Regions from separate parts of the Mus musculus genome. Here region 1 is linked to region 2. The links are chromatin contacts, called in public HiCAR-type maps. All regions are on one chromosome and are shown on one strand. The core of a region is the stretch at or near the end of the contact, and the rest is flanking DNA. Distances in the headings are between cores, read along the strand shown.

What was found. HiCAR-type assays count read pairs that join an accessible place to other places.
Region 1: a contact with region 2 is called in a HiCAR-type map of fibro-adipogenic progenitors, with 2.7 times the contacts expected there. The contact joins two enhancer-like sites. A contact is called at or near these places in 8 of 484 Hi-C or Micro-C datasets (adipose-derived mesenchymal stem cells, embryonic fibroblasts, muscle stem cells and 3 more), 4 of 115 datasets of contacts at active chromatin or transcription factors (astrocytes, extraembryonic endoderm stem cells, fibro-adipogenic progenitors and 1 more) and 1 of 9 other capture datasets (adipose tissue).

Annotation. Positions count from the first base shown.
Region 1 is chr8:61,754,133-61,756,832 of GRCm38.p6, forward strand. All of the region lies in intron 2 of Palld (palladin, cytoskeletal associated protein), which reads right to left. Among named protein-coding and RNA genes, the nearest start is that of Gm51576, 70 kb to the left of the region's middle. Within about 2 kb of position 1,264, at least 36 of the 459 cell types and tissues checked have an H3K27ac peak or open chromatin away from gene starts, as enhancers often do. A contact at or near this core is called in fibro-adipogenic progenitors and muscle stem cells, where this site is marked.
Region 2 is chr8:61,595,724-61,598,423 of GRCm38.p6, forward strand. The region is part of intron 10 of Palld (palladin, cytoskeletal associated protein); the gene reads right to left. Among named protein-coding and RNA genes, the nearest start is that of Gm35254, 23 kb to the right of the region's middle. Within about 2 kb of position 1,393, at least 13 of the 459 cell types and tissues checked have an H3K27ac peak or open chromatin away from gene starts, as enhancers often do. A contact at or near this core is called in fibro-adipogenic progenitors and muscle stem cells, where this site is marked.

The sequences.
Region 1 (2,700 bases), core at 14-2,513, 160 kb after region 2:
TAGCTAAGATTGATGAGCAAGATATGATTAAGTCTGGTTGCTGGTCATTTTCTAACATGGTGGGTGGACTCTAACTGGTGGTTCTGGCTACTGAGAGCCATGCTGGGACACAAGGAAGACATTTTAAGGTGCTCAGAGGCAGCGTATTAAAGTGAAGTCCCTTCTCATTCTCTCTGCACCACATCCATCAGTACAAACCAACCAAGAACAAGTGGAGCATAGTGTCCTGCTTGCCCCTCCCATCAGATAAAGAGGGCTCTATCTCTTTGAACAGAAATGTTCCCATTCCTTTTTCAATCACCATATCCTCCAGGAGCCGTTAGTAATTCTAAAGCTCCTAATTCTCCCTGTCTTGTAATTCTTTCCTACCCATAAGGTGTGTTAGTGATTCTTTTACTTTAGATCTTGACAAAGTGTTAGTTATTATTATCATTATTATTAAGATGGGGTCTTATATAGCCAAGACTTGCCTTGAATTCTTTATATAACCAAGGATGCCCTTGAATTTCTGATCTTTCTTCCTCCACTTCCTAAGTGCTAAGATTATAGGTATATACACCATGCCTGGTTTATGCAGAGCCAGCTATTGAATCCAGGGCTTTGAGAACGTTCGGGAAGCACTCTACCAACTTGTAGAGAGAATATCTTATGCCTGTATGCATGTGGCACCGTCAACAGTAAAGCTGCATGCCTATGGCGTAGGCAGGAAATAGGAGGTGGAACACCTGAGAGGCAGAAAGGGTTCTGGGATAGTGCCAAGTGTGTCAGATTCACCCAGGAAGATGCGACAGAGTTCAGACACATGGTGCTTGAGCACAGGTAACCCGCTATGTGGCAGAATGTAGATTAGAATAAATGGGTTATTTTAAATCATGACCTAGTCAGAGAAGAGCCTAGCTGTATGGCCAAGATATTTGTAAATATATTTTAAGTCAGAGTCTTATTTCTGGGAGCATGGGGCTGGGAGGAAGACCCACCTAACTTTTATTACAACAGAGCCGCACCCTTAGCCCCTCAATGCTCACCTCTACTAAGGCAAGACCCAAACTTCAGAGAGTTCAGAGTTCCCACTGAGCACTGGCATGTCACTTTTTCTCATTCCTCACTGTGTTCTGTGTTTAGACACTCTCCTGGGCCAGGCTTCTTTCTGCACTTGGTTGTAAGAAAAAGGGCTTTATTTTCCTTTCAAAATAGTCGACAGAGGCCTGCTGGAAGTGAGGAATATGACTAAGTGATTTCTTAAAGTCCTTTCCAGCCAGTGATTCATCAGACACAGAATTTTAACTTGGACTGGTCTACTGGTATTCTGAGCCAAATGTCTCATTTCTGCAAATGAGGAGAGTGAGGTCTGTAGAGGTCAAGAGTTGTGGGGGGCTGCCTGCTACAGTGGAAAGAATATGGGACTTGACGTTTACAGAGGTCTGAGTTTGAGACCAAATACCAACAGTGACTTGCTGTGTGACCTTGAAAACATCAATAACCCCCGTACCTTACTCCAGTTTCCACAACTGTACAGTAGAGATAACGCCACCTTCTCTGTTTGCTGTCTAGTGTCAGCCTAAGGACACTACATCTAAGAACAGGATAAAACATAGTTCAAACCTGCCCCCTATGTTAAAATTTTAATGTAATCTGTCCAAGGTTACTTGGTGGCAAACAGAATCAGCATCTTCAGTTCCAGTGTCACTTAATTCTCATCATCCAGTATGTCTCCTCAATGTTTTTCCCATAAGCCATCATGCTAATCCGATCTCCATGTGCTTTCTTTTAAGCTGCTTACTGCACATAGGCCCCAACTGTAGGACTCCAGATTGGCTTAGCCAGACTGCAGAGCACCAAGTTGTTAGAGACATCTCAAGCAGCCTTCCATTATCTTGTAGTGATGGCTCTCAGATGCCAAGCTCATGATGGCCAGCCGATGGGTTGAGTTCCCAAGTGAGCTTTCTAGGTAGCTTAGCTTCTTCAACCAGATTCATAACATCAAGCCGGAACATGAGCGCTGTCTTCTGATTAGCACTGAGTGGACTACCAGGTTCGAGCACATACTTTGGATTAAAACAGAATGGATGTAACCAGCAGAATGAAGTAATACCAGGCATTCATACTGGAGAGAGATTTGGGAACTTGCTCGGTGGTGATAGCTGGTTGACAGCACCAATCTGCGATAGCTTGCTTAGAAGGGGGTGGTAGATTGATCTCACAAATGAAACATGGGTCCAAGGTTATGTGTTTCCAAGGACCACTAATGAGAAGAGGTCACTGGTCTCTGAGCTCATTCACCATTATTTGTGAATTAGGAAAGATTACATGTTTCGTTTGGCTCCACTATTAATCACAGGGTATACTGAATCCTCAGGAGGCTGACCCAAATCATTTCTTCCACTTATCAAGTAACATGTACCTCCACAAAGACATTCTGTGACCTTCTGTTCAACCTGCCTTTGCTTCTTGTGTAACTGATTCTCCTCCAGACTTAGTATTGGAGATCCTTCTTCCATATATTGGGAAGAGTGGGACTGCTTCTTTAACAATGAGCCAACGAGTGCAGCCAGCAGATTCACGTTCCCCTGTCCTTTTGAGCATGAAAAAGTTTAACAATTTCCAGAAATAAGGGGAAGGTCAAGCTTACAATCAATAGGGAATATTGCCTTTTGCCATGAGCCAGAAAAAAAGAAAAAAAGAAAAAAAAAACCTGAGGTG
Region 2 (2,700 bases), core at 143-2,642:
AAAAATGGAGGGGGGGCTATTTGTGTGAGTGTGACTATCCCAGCAGACACAGAGCACTGGGTCAGAGGGAACTCGGCAAGCGGGAGATCTGCCACCCGGAATATAAAGGAAGATTGTGCCAAGATATAGAGAAAAGACTGAGTTCTTGACGGCAAAACAAAGCCTGAATCTCCACAAGAGAACTAAAGTGACAGTCAGGAGGGGACCACAGAGGGAGAAAGGGTAGGGGAGCCCTGTCCTGAGTGGGCCGATTTGAAGATGGACGGCGTAAGGTTAATCCTAGGCTGTTACAGTGGCCTTGAATTCACACAGCTTCATTTTCTCACTTGTAAAGGGCAAGGGTAGGCCAGGAGCTGCTGGCCAGGGCATGTCTAACACGGGGACCTACGAGGATAGGGTGTGTATGCTAGAAGCAGGTTTCTACTTTTAATCTAGCAGTTTGGGGAGGGCTGATTTGTTGTTTTCAACTGAATTGATTAGTGGCTGATTCCTTCCTTTTTAATTTCATTAATTATTAATTTTATACATGCATGTAATGTATTTTGATCACATCTATCACCCACCACCACCACCACCAAACTCCTTCTACGTTGCTCCCAGCTTATCTCCCTCCCAACTTTATAACTTCTTTTTGTAGCCCACTGAGTTCGATTAGCACTGTCATATGTGTGTGGAGCCATCCAATGGACCATAGGCAACCTACTTGGGGCCACATCCCTGAAGAAAACAAACCCTCCGTCCCACAGAGGCCATCAACTGTCAATGGACACCTCCCTCCCCCCGGCCCCCACTGCAGTGCTGACTGGGTTGATTTGTTCAGGTTGTGCAGGCAACCTCAGCGACTCCAGGTCCATTTACAAATAGCCCCATCCATGTCCAGAAAGCGGCTGTCACAGCAGCCTTCCCTGACCTGTAAGCTTTCGGAGGAGGAGGGTGAGAGGTTCTAATGATGCGGAGGATTTCCCACTGACCTGCATCCCCATCCCCTTCAAGACCTTAAAAAAAAAAAAACAAAAAAAAAAAACAAAAAACAAAACAAAAAAGAAAACTGAGCTGAGGATTTAGTGAGGGATAGAATAAAAAGAAGTTATCTCAAGTTTCCCTTCCAAGGGCACAATACCAATCGCTTTAGAAGTATTCTTCCATGGTGAACAGCTTGAACTCTAGAGGTCGGATTCCAGGGACTGTATCATTAAAATGAAAAGCCATATGTATGGAAAATTCATTAGCTGTCCTAGGACACGACTGTCTCTGATAGTAAACCAACAATTTATTATGACACAGTTTGATTGTGAGCCGAGCCAACTAAGTGACCTGAAATAGTTGAGCCTGCTCCTGATTTTGTCCTTTTTGGGCCAGTGATGGGTCTGACTCACAACTGAGAAACCACTGCCAAATTAAATGTGCTATGCTGGCTCTGATGGGATCATCCACAGACCCAAAGGGCTGAAGAGGAACAGTGGGAAAGCAGGAACTGGTATTTTCTTGTGACTCTCCTGGGTCAGTGCTAAAGTAGGTGACTTGTTAGCTTGACCCTACACAATTAAAACTCTATCTGTGGCTGACAAAAAGACAAATATGAAGAAAGAGTTTCCAATAACACGCTTTCTGCCTTGCTGGTAACAGTGCATGGTGGTTCCCGGCTAGGTGCTACACAACTTCCTTAGTTGTTTCTCTTGCTGCAATTACCTCTGACGATACCGTCGCATGGAATCTTACATCATAGAAACATTCCTTTGGGAACATAGAGAACACCCAGATCATTCCATTGCTTCTCCCAGAAACAGAGAGTAAAACACCTCCACAAAGGAGCTGGTATGGATGCTGGAGAACTCACTGCCAACAATGAAGTGGAAGAAAAAAAAAAAAACCAGGGACTCCAACAGGCCTCACGTAAGACCTGTGTTCGTGGGAAGGAAGGAATCCATTAGTTTCTCTGACTTGGACAAACCTGTCTTCCTTTAGGCCTACTGTGGTTTTAGTGTATACCCTCCCTGTTCCTCCACAATAAAAGAAATTTAAAAAGCATGAAAGCATGTACTGGAAACTTAATTTCTCCCTGAACACAGTTGAGAGTGGAGCGTACTCAGAGGAGCTTAGTCCATGAGCATGGGATGAATGGATTTAATGCTATGATCCCAGGAATGGGTTCCTGCCGAATTGCTACATCCCCATCCACACACGCACACACACATGCATGGATTTCTTTGTCCTTCTACTTTCTATCACAGAGTGATCTAACAAGATGGACCACATCAGATACCAGGCCTGACCTCAATAACTGAGAAAACTACTTTCTTTACTATATAAGTCACCTACTTTGCTGTGTTCTATTAGAGCAACAGCCAATAAACTAAATGCCTTGCCTCTTGTCCAACCCTTTTGTAGTCTAGACTTGGTGTTCATTCTCTTCCACAATAAACTAATCTTTTGGGTCAGAGTAATATGACTGTATTTTTGGAAATATGTGATTTTTCTGTTTAGGGTGACACATTGCTGTAAACAGTTTGGGGCAGCAGAAGTTTTCATCTTCTAAGAGAACTATTGAGGCTATTATATAGACTGTGTTTTTCCAAAATAAAATATACAAACCTAAACTTTGTAAGAGAGTGTCAATTATTTTAATAAGTTTTCTTTTAATATGAAAAATTTAATGGATATATTTTAGAATGGAAATTTTTCTGAATATAGACCCTAATC